3 separate regions of the Pan troglodytes genome follow, and regions 1 and 3 are each linked to region 2. The links are chromatin contacts, called in public Hi-C maps. All regions are on one chromosome and are shown on one strand. Each heading gives the region's core, a stretch centred on a gene start, on an enhancer-like site or on the middle of the called end of the contact. The rest is flanking DNA. Distances are from core to core; before and after follow the strand shown.

Region 1 (3,370 bases), core at 266-2,765, 280 kb after region 2:
GGTTAAGCCTCTCCGGCTGCATCTTTCTGCAGCTGCTGCTGCTGGTCGTGTACCTGTGGAACTGTATCCATAAAGATTCATTCCCAACCTTGTTGTATGGCGCTAATCTCCCCTAAGGGCTCCGACTGTGGGAACACAGAGCCTCCCGGAGCGCACACACTTGACACCGTATGTCAGGGGATCAACGCATCAGGCAGCATTCCGTTCCCATGCGAGCACAGGGCTGGGGAACTTTGGTCCTTTCAAAGACCTTTATCCCTCATCAGGCACATCTGTTTCCCGCTCAACGTGTGGGGGTGGGATATTTCTCTAATGAAATCCCCCACAAACAAAAATGGGGAAACTCCCGCAGACAAAACAGGCTACCACATCAAAAGAAATAGAACTGAATTCTCATTTTTAGCCCAGGCCTCTATTTTGAAGTTTCCATTTCCCTGGTTCAGCCCCACCCTGGGAACTCCGCAGCATTTGGCAAACAGACACACAGAGGTCTCTAAAAACTTTCTGTTGATTTCTGCACATCAGGGACGGCCCCAGAGTCCCCTCTGAGCCTCCCCCACTGGATTTAGCCTGTCCTCTCCCCACATCCGCAGCCCCGAGTCCCTCTAGGGCTTTGCCCTCCCTCTCAGGAAAATGCTCTGACCTCTTAGCCTTGATCCAGCCAGGCAGGATTTTCACCAACTCGCTCTTCCTGCAGGGATCAAGCACTCACTGCCATGCTTGAGATCATATTTTGGCTTAGAGGGAGCTGGGGGTGGGGTGGCTGATGTGTTGATGTGTTGAGGGATTGATGATGGGGAGGGGTCCAGGAGGAGGGAAGCTGAGATTTGCTAACAGGACCGGAAGAGCTTTGCACCCCTTGGGTTGCTGGCGTCCAGTCTTGTATTTCAGATACAGATGCACGGGCCCGATTGTCTCCCTGTCCTCTGGATCCCCTCAGCCAAGTACTTGGCAATGTCCCCTGCAGGGTGGGCCCTCTGCGGTTGTCTGCTGAATGACTTGCTCGGTTGGGGAGTTCAGGACAGGCACGACCTTATTCACATGTGGGTCTTTGTTCCTCTGGCCCCCTCCCCTCAGCCAAGGTTCAGCTCCACGCTCCGTATCCATCTTCCTACCCCAGTACCTACCATAGGACCTGCTGCTTCGTTGGGGCTTGATAAATGTCAGTGGAACTAATAGACATTCATTAGGAGGAGGAAAGGAAAGAGGAGTGGTCGTGTTTGGTGGCTAGGACCAGGCTGGAAAACCTCGATGCTAGTTTTCACTTTGGCCAGAGGCAGGGGAGATTTTGGAATCTCTCCCTCCCTCTGCCCTGTGATCAGAGGGATGCTTGAGAAACATGAGGCAGGGCCATTCATTCCACTCCCAGACACAGAGAGCCCTACTGTGTGCTGTGCATCGGGCAAGGGGCTGGAAACACAGAGATAAAAAACTTGGCCCTGTATCCAGGACAGCTGGAGGGTCGCGGGGGCCGGGGATGGAGGGGGGTAAATCGGTGGTTACAATGGAGTGGATGAGCGGCTGATGGAGTGAGGGCGGTTGCTATGGGAGCGCATACAAGAGGCACTGCACGCCGTGCTTCTGAGAAGGCGGTAATTACGGTGCGCTGAAGAGCAGGTGAGGGGGGGCTGGCCAGAGGAAGGGGGGCCCCCACCCCGATTGGTGATGAAGCCAGACTCCATCACAAAGAGTGCCCTCCACCATGTGACGAGGTCAGGATTTTATCCTGACAACTAGGGGGGAGTCATGGGAGGTGCTTTCACATGATCAGATTTGCATTTCAGAAAAACCACCCTGGCAGTGACAGTGTTGAGTTGGGGACAGGACCAGGGAGAGACTGACAGGCAGGAGGGTGGTGAGGAAATTGCAGTGGGCCAGGCAAGAAATTATCTGATTCCGAGCGAGCTCTATTTGCATTTAATTTTTCTTCACCTCGTTCTTTTCAGCCCTTTGGTTTTTTTTTTTTTTTTTTTTTTTTCCCTAGGATGAGTCACCATGGAAAAACTTCACTTGAGCAATCAGCTCTGTGGCTTTTAATGGCTTTTTTTCTGATTACAAAATTAATAAATATTCATGTTAGATAATTTGGAAAATAGTGGAAAGCACAAGGAGAAAACAAAAATCACCCATACTCTGACCATCTAGAGCAGAATACAATTGAGTGTAAATACTGCGTTGCCAATTTCCCTCGCCCTAGTGGATCACTCTCATCACCATGCAAATACAGTTATTTCTCCCATTTAAAAAAACCCTCTCTTGATCCCTTCCCTCTCCCCTCCAGCCATCACCCCATTTTTATGCTTCCCCATAGACTGAAACTCCTGAAAATACTGACTCTCCCTGTCATCTCCATCCCTGTCCGCCAGCAGGCTGCCCACCCCCTCACTTCACCAAAGCTTCCCTCGACAATGTCACACGCAACTTCCAGATCCAACCCGATGGCCGACTCTCAATGTTCCTCTTCCAACAGCACAACTGGTCACTCTCTCCTACCTGGAGCCTGTCTCTTCCCCTGGCATCCAGGACTTCTGTGTTCTGTCTCCAGCCAGCACCTCCTCTCCTGGATCCAACCGCCTACTCAGTGTTTCCACCTGGGGGTCCAATGGGCATCTCCAACTTTCCAGGTCCAGACCAAGCTCCCCTGGCCCTTCATCGGTGCCTCCACAGCCCTCTTTATCTCAGGAAATGGCAACACCATCCTTCCAGTCACTCAGACCAGAAGCTGGGAGCCATTCTCGACCCCTTCCTCAAACTCCCCATCAACAACAGATTTATCGCTGCCTTCAGAATGGATCTTAGCACATCCCACACCACCCCCGAGGGCCCATGCACCATCTCGTCCCTCACCTGGGTTCTTCCAGTTGCTTTCTAACTGCTCTCCCCCATTCTCCACCTTGATTCCTTATTACCTAATCTCAAAACAGCAGCCAGAAGAGTCCTTTAAAAGTATTGCAAATTCAAGCATGTTGTTCCTCTGCTTAAAACCCAACTAATTTGGAGTAGAAGCCAAAGCCCTTGCAATGGTCATAAGGCTTTTCATTTTATTGTATTTATTTATTTTGAGACAAGATCTCACTCTGTTGTCTAGGCTTAAGTGCAGTGGCACGATCATGGCTCACTGCAGCCTCGAACTCCCAGGCTCACTCCATCCTCTCGCCTCAGCCTTCTAAGTACAGGCCCTGGGACTACAGGCCCATGTCACCATACCCAGCTAATTTTTGTATTTTTTGTAGAGATGGGGTCTGATTATGTTGCCCAGGCTGCTCTTGAACTCCTGGGCTCAGGCAACCCGCCAACCTCGAGCTCCCAAAGTGCTGAAATTACAGGTGTGAGCCACCACGCCAGACTGCTCATCTTATTTTAAATTGTA
Region 2 (3,497 bases), core at 770-3,269:
TTACAGGCATGAGCCATCACGCCCAACCAAAACTTTATATGTTATTTTCTTATTTCATCTCTCCCAGTTGATTAATTAAAAAGTGTTACTTAAGAATCTACTTTGGCTGGGCGTGGTGCTCATGGCTATAACCCAATGCTTTAGAATGCCAAGGAAGGAGGATGGCTTGAGGCCAGGAGTTCTAGACTAGCCGGAGCAACAAGGCAAAACCACCCCCTCATCCCCACACACTGCCCTATCTCTACAAATTTGCTTTGCAAATTGGGAAAACAGCATCTCATAGGATTTCTGTGAGGATTAGACAGGTTAAACATGTAATATGTGTAAGACTGCATTTTGCCTATATACATAAAAAACTGGCCAGATGCAGCAGCTCACACCTGTAATCCCATCACTTTGGGAGGCCAAGGCAGGTGGATTACCTGAGATGGGGAGTTGGAGACCAGCCTGGCCAACATGGTGAAAACCCATCTCTACTAAAAATATAATTAGCAGAGTGTGGTGGCACATGCCTCTAATCCCAGCTACTTGGGAGGCTGAGGCAGGAGAATTGTTTGAACCTGGGAGGCAGAGGTTGCAGTGAACCGAGATCATGCCTCTGCACTCCAGTCTCGGCGACAGAGTAAGACTCCGTCTCAAAAAAAAAAAAAGGAGTTAACATATATTAATTTTGGTTTTTATATTTTAGAACCATAGGCTTTTTTTTTTTTTTCAAGTCTCAAACATTTTCATAAGCAGTGTGCTATGGTGCTAGTGACTAAAACATTTCTGCCTACAGGGACTGGAAGTAGGAAAACAAGGAGGCAGTGCCAGTGGCGACCAGAAATTTGCACACCAGGTACAAAGGGTATTTGTCCTCAGCTCCAGCAGAGTTTCTTTTTTTTCTCTGCAACCATGTAAGGTTCTTCTAATGCAAAAGAAAAAAAAATCTGTCACATCTAAGGACCTTGAAAAGTTTTGTTTCCCTTGAGGAATTTGATATGCTTTTTCCGTATCATTCAGAAACATCAGTGTATAGTCTGTTTTCCCAGTTTGCATTGCGCCCAGTAAGTTTCAAGCCAAAATTTCTGTTTAATTTTGGAACAATAGAAACTCCTGATCGGCACATTAAAAATTTTCTTTGATCTTGATCTTCCATACCCGTTGCTGCCTTTTATTTAATTTTACATTTCCTTTTGATTATATATCTTCCAAGCTGATTAAAATTTTCTACTAGCCAAAAGGAGTTTGAGCGAACAAAAATATTTACAGAGCCATCAGCCATCTATGAGAATACCTTTTTCTTGGCATTCCACACACTGCCAGGTGTTATTTGAAAAGTCTTTACTGATGTAATAAACCAGAAATGGTTTCTCATCGGGGTTTTATTTTGTATTTCTAAGATTACAGGTGAGAGTGAACATTTTCCCATATTTGTTAACCAGGTTTAAAACTGTTTGATTGGGACGTGGCTTATACAGGGACGAATGCAGCTAATCCGACTGAAAGACAAATGAAACCCAGGAATATCTGGTTCTTACATTTTAGCTTTGACTCCGCCCCTGGGTCCCCTCACCTACCCGGACCCCAAGCAAGCCCTTTGTGTGTGTCAACCGTCAGTGAATGGGATCTCAGTCTGAAAAGCTGGCAGAATACCGTCTTGCCCCCAAATATGTGTATTATGCGTATATCCAGTGTCTGATTGCAATGTTTATGGGAAAAAGTTCCTGAATCCTAACCAAGACTGAGGCACTGGCCGTCCCCGGGAGTCTTTCCGCAGGCGCGGCCTCTGACACTCGGCCTTCGATTGGCCCGCCTGGCCCCGCAGGAGTCGGGGTAACGCCGGCCAGCCCAGCTCGGACGATGAGAGCTAGGAGTGGCTGCTTCTGCCTTTCTCTCCCCCTACTTTTTTTTTTTTTTAGCCATAGCTATGGTTACCACGTTTCTCTCCGCCTCCCGCCACCTACCAAGAAAACGACTGACCATTGGCTGCCTTTCACCAAGGCGGTAAGTCATTGGTCTCTGGTGGGACCGGGCGCTGCCCCCTTCCCCTGTCTCCTGGGTCTCTGGAGGAGCCCAGGAAGGAGGCTCCGCTGGTTCCGCTGGGTCAGGCGCTGACGGGACCGGGCTGCGGCAATCGTTAGCGGGTCATGTCGGCCGCCCAGGGCTGGGACAGGAACCGCCGGAGGGGAGGAGGCGCCGCCGGCGCTGGTGGCGGAGGTAGCGGGGCCGGCGGGGGCAGTGGGGGCAGCGGGGGTCGGGGGACTGGCCAGCTCAACCGCTTCGTGCAACTCTCCGGGCGGCCGCACCTGCCAGGTGAGTCGTGGGACAGGGTCCTGACCGCTTGCGGGCGCGGCGGGCGGGAAGGTTACTGCTACCTTTTCTTTTTCTCCCTGGCTTTCTTTTCCTTGGGAGGAGGAAAGGCAGGCCCCACGCATAGCAGAGGGACTGGGGATCAGAGAAAAGGGAAGGTGTCTTTGAGGTCAGGGAGGGAACAGGAGCACAGCGAAGAAAAGTATCTGTGCTCTGTTGAAAGCTCTGTGCTGAGAGTTTTGTTTTCTTTTCAAAGGAGAGGCCACTGTCTCATTGACATTTCCAAATGTTTCGGTTACTCGATTCCCAATCTCTTCCCCTTCCGCAGTTTGATCTTGTAAATGAAAGACATTGGCGCCTAGCTGTGGGAAATTATTTCAAAAAGGGTGCCAAGTTAAGGAGAGAAGAGGGAAGCGCATTCCAAGGAGTGATTTTGTAAAAACTACACGGGGTGTGTGTGTAAGAGGCATTCTGAAACGGAAGAAAGGGGTGGGGGAGTGTTTGGGGAGTGTATGGGAAAGAGAACCTAGAGGATTAGGGAAAACTAGTTGGATTATTAATATTTTGGAATGTTCAGAGACAGGATAATGGTGTCTAGGTTTTAAGGGGAGAAAGTGAAGATCAAAAATATACTTAGTGACACAATTATGCTGTGTTTCCAATATAAAAACAACTGAGAATTGGAAAAATGTACCCAATACAATTATTTGACATTTTGGTCTACAGTGCCCTAGCCTTGAGTTCAGATGCTTTTGAAAACAAAATAAAATCAAGTGGATATGTATGTGTAGACAATTTTAAAGAGGTACGTTTGTAATTGAATATTCAATCTAGTAGAAGGAAGGTAGGGAATTAAATAATGCAGAGAACGTCAAATATCCCACTGGGCAAGCTTATTTTTACTATGAAAAGAACTATCAGGAATGATGTGTTAATTATTCATCGTGTTTTTTGTGAATAATATTGATTATATTAGTGATATATTTGTTTAGCTGATGAGTTTTGAGAACATGATGAATTGGTTTTTTTGAATTGTGCTTAAGACTGTGCCTTATACTTCTAGTCAAAAATTATTATTTGATTAAATTGAAGATGACAAAGGGAATTTAGCACATTTAATGAGACAATTGCTTATGTTCGTGATGAGGTTATTGATGTGTGCTAGAAATGTACATTACCCCATTTATATGCATTAAATCGAGGCA
Region 3 (3,769 bases), core at 1,193-3,692, 350 kb after region 2:
TATTTATAAACATGGCTTTGTTTCATACAAAAGAAGCCTAAAAGACTATCCAAGAACCAATTTTTTTAAAAAAAAAATTGAAATTACACATTACTGCCAGATACATTTTCCCAGATAAGACTTTTTGATCAAAAAGGGAAAAAAAAAGTCAGTGGCTCCCCATTGCTTCCTAACTAAAGCTGAAACTCCTTGCTCTAGCACTGGACACCAACTCACTACCTCTTAATGTTGCCTTAATTACTTAACTTGACAAACTCTTAGTCTTGCATTCTCTAACGTATCACCTTGCCACATACTCGTAAGAGCTCACTCAGCAGGAAGTGATCTTTCCCTCCTCTGAGCCTCTATAGCACTCGGCTTACAACTCACAAGGCATTTATCACTGTATTGTCTTACCTACCTTACTAGACAGAAAGCCAAGGACTATTTATGGGCACGTACACACACACACACACACACACACACACGTATGCATAATCTTTATCCCTTCCATTGTCTAGCATAGGAGACACTCAAAAATACTTGCTGAATGATGGTCAGGTGCACTGGATCATGCCTGCAATCCCAGCACACTGGGAGGCTGAGGAGGCAGGATTGCTTGAGCCCAGGAGTTCTGGACCAGCCTGGGCAAAATAGTGAGACCTCGTCTCTACAAAACACACACATACACACAAACTAGCCAGGCATGGTGGCACATCCCTGTAGTCCCAGCTACTTGAGAGGCTGAGGTAGGAGGATCCCCTGAGCCCAGGAAGGGGAGGTTGCAGTGAGCAAGAATGTGCCACTGCACTACAATGCGGGTGACAGAGTGAGACTCTATCTCAAAAAAAAAAAAAAAAAAAAGGCCAGGTGTGATAGCTCACACCTGTAATCCCAGCACTTTGGGAGACTGAGGTGGAAGGATTGCTCGAGGCCAGGAGTTCAAGACCACCCTGGCCAACACAGTGACAGCCCATCTCTACAATAAATAAATAAATAACTAGACCTGGCACACTGGCTCACGCCTGTAATCCCAGCACTTTGGGAGGCCGAGGCGGGAGGATCACAAGGTCAGGAGTTCGAGACCAGCCTGACCAACATAGTAAAACCCCGTCTCTACTAAAAATATAAAAATTAGCCAGGCATGGTGGTGCACACCTGTAGTCCCAGCTACTCAGGAGGCTGAGGCAGAAGAATCGCTTGAACCTGGGAGGCAGAGGTTGCAGTGAGCCGAGATCACGCCACTGCACTCCAGCTTGGGCAACAGAGCGAGACTTCATCTCAATAAATAAATAAATAAATAAATAAATAAATAAATAAATAGGAAAAATATATATTTGCTGAATGAAATTTACTATGGAGATCTACTATCTGAAAAATCCTTATAATGAGTTATTTTATAATGCAAATACTTCCCAATTTGGTCTGAGTTTCTGCACACCTGATTTTCTTTAAACTATGTACAACTTGACTTATATACAGTATATGTTATGTGCTACATATATGACTCATATTGCTTCACGACTTAAGCAACCTATAAATGTATAAGGTAGCATTTAGCTTCTACTTTGTTTACTTACAACTAAAGTTGTGATAAAAGATATATAACAAAACTTTACAATTAGAATCAAGAGGAAGAAACAACCCGACTATAGCAACAGTGCTGTGCAAACAGAGTGCAACTGATTGAGTGAATGAGTCATTCATTAGATTTTTTCCATTGTTTTCCTATAATTTAATAACATTATTTATACTGAGCCAATAAGAAAAGCAAGTGATTTTGTGCAGCAGTAATCTAAAGTAGATGAGATTTATAAGGCACGAACTCAGTTGCTAAGAGACAACTCCATGGCTTTATTTTTCTTCAATATTTCCCTCCTCTATGGAGAAGTTCTCTTGGCTCGGAAGAGCAGAAAGCATGAAAAGAGGCACAGTGGTCCTTTGTTAACCTCAATAAGTGATATGTGTGTATAGTGCTTTCTGGTTTATAAAAGCCTTTCACATATATTTCTTCCTTTGACGGAAGAAACAGAATTAAACAACAAATAAAAATGAAGAGTACCTAGTCTATAATGAGTTTGATGCTTACAGTCAAGGCTATTAGCAAATATTCAGGAAAAGTAAAGCCTAAAGAAGAAAAGAGGGAATGAATAGTTTGTCTAGAGATAATAAAAGGAAGGTGAATTTTTAAAAGACAAAAATAAGGCTAGAAAAGACTGAGTGGAGAAAGCCTACAGAATTTCAGAAAGCTAAAGAAATTGGAAATTAGATTGAATATAGATAGAAATGGGAGGACAATGCAGCCAATGAAAGACTGTGGGGACTAATAAAGGGAGAGCCCTGTGGTTTGGAAAGTGTCCCTTAATCAGCCTGCAGTGCTGCAAAACAGAAACCCAGAGAGGGTGCTTGAGAATATACAAGAACCCTGCGGTGGTGACTGAACAAAACGCAGCCAGGGATTTCATCAGAAGCATAATCCATTCATGGCACAGTCTGGCAGTGCTGGGGAGCTGGTAAGATACACACAGGCACCTATGGAACAAAAGAAATATTTGAAGTTCAAAATAATTCTGAGATTTCTAGCCATGGCTGCTCTCAGTGTTTGAGTTCATATGAGAAGCAGAGCCAGAGGTATAAAAACAAAAAATAATCTTTAACTAGGAGGAAGATAGCAGTCTTTGAAGAACTCAGTAGAATGTGATTTGGGTGAAGACAGGAGATATCACGAAATTCTTGATTTCTTGTGATTACTCTGAATTGCTTGCTGTTTGGTAAGAAAAGATGAAAGACCCATCTATTTAGCCTAAAAATGAGAAATGCTCACTCATTCCTGTGCCTATTTCCAATGCTCTGACTGCAGAGCTTAAAAACAAACCACAGGTAGAAACTCTGTACTCTTACTTGGGCTATAAGGTCCCTTTTCTGTTTTCTTAACTCCTCACCCTTTTCACCTCATGATACACATACAATGATAAAATGTGGATACAATGCTGGGTTTGGGTTGATCCAGGCCCTGTTGGCTAAAGGGCTGCAGGGATCTGTACCTTGGCACATAATGCATAGGCTGCTGCACACCAGGTAGAAAACTTTTTCTGAATACACAGGGAGGTAAGTCACAAAAATGCACAGAAATATAAGCATTAAAATAAAAATCTCTCCCCTAAACTGACTTTAGAATAATTTCTAAATTTGAAACAACAAAAAAAATCGAACACTAGAATAAGATTTCTCTCCCACACTGACTTTAAAATACTGTGAGTTTTAAGCAATGAAACACACTTTGGCCCTTCCAAAAGCTTTACAAGACTAGTTTGGGAGACTTCTGCTTCCAGAAAGATGGGGTAGATGTACTTAGCTACTCCTCCAGCTAAGAAAAAGAAAACCCTCGACAACCCACAGAATGGGAGAAAATATTTGCAAATCATATTTCTGACAAGACTCTAGTATCCAGAATATATAAAACAACTCTTTTTTTATTTTTATTTTTTGGAGACGGAGTCTCGCTCTGTCACCCAGGCTGGAGTGCAGTGGTGCCTTCTTGGCTCACTGCAACCCCCGCCTCCTGGGTTCAAGCGATTCTCCTGCCTCGGATTCCCAAGTAGCTGGGACTACAGGTGCATGCTGCCACGCCTGGCTAATTTTTTTGTATTTTAGTGGAGACAGGGTTTCACCGTATTGCCCAGGCTAGTCTTGAACTCCTGAGCTAAGGCAATCCACCTGCCTCGGCCTCCCAAAGTGCTGGGATTACAGGTGTGAGCCACTGCGCCCAGCCAAAAGAACTTTTATAACT

What was found. A called contact is a pair of places that touch in the nucleus more often than the background predicts.
Region 1: a contact with region 2 is called in a Hi-C map of stem cell-derived neural progenitor cells, with 5 times the contacts expected there. The contact joins the enhancer-like site here to the promoter of KLHDC10 in region 2. A contact is called at or near these places in 1 of 7 Hi-C or Micro-C datasets (stem cell-derived neural progenitor cells) and 1 of 1 datasets of contacts at active chromatin or transcription factors (stem cell-derived excitatory neurons).
Region 3: a Hi-C map of stem cell-derived neural progenitor cells shows a contact between it and region 2, with 5 times the contacts expected there. The contact joins the enhancer-like site here to the promoter of KLHDC10 in region 2. A contact is called at or near these places in 1 of 7 Hi-C or Micro-C datasets (stem cell-derived neural progenitor cells) and 1 of 1 datasets of contacts at active chromatin or transcription factors (stem cell-derived excitatory neurons).

What each region holds. Positions count from the first base shown.
Region 1 is chr6:145,713,771-145,717,140 of NHGRI_mPanTro3-v2.0_pri, forward strand. The region is part of intron 4 of CPA5 (carboxypeptidase A5); the gene reads left to right. Among named protein-coding and RNA genes, the nearest start is that of CPA5, 7.8 kb to the left of the region's middle. Within about 2 kb of position 1,516, at least 14 of the 24 cell types and tissues checked have an H3K27ac peak or open chromatin away from gene starts, as enhancers often do. A contact at or near this core is called in stem cell-derived excitatory neurons and stem cell-derived neural progenitor cells, where this site is marked.
Region 2 is chr6:145,431,099-145,434,595 of NHGRI_mPanTro3-v2.0_pri, forward strand. It overlaps KLHDC10 (kelch domain containing 10), which reads left to right and starts at 2,020. Exons shown (of 10, transcript XM_519376.6): 1 at 2,020-2,295. The coding sequence starts at 2,130.
Region 3 is chr6:145,781,224-145,784,992 of NHGRI_mPanTro3-v2.0_pri, forward strand. All of the region lies in intron 2 of CEP41 (centrosomal protein 41), which reads right to left. Among named protein-coding and RNA genes, the nearest start is that of CEP41, 20 kb to the right of the region's middle. Within about 2 kb of position 2,443, at least 11 of the 24 cell types and tissues checked have an H3K27ac peak or open chromatin away from gene starts, as enhancers often do. A contact at or near this core is called in stem cell-derived neural progenitor cells, where this site is marked.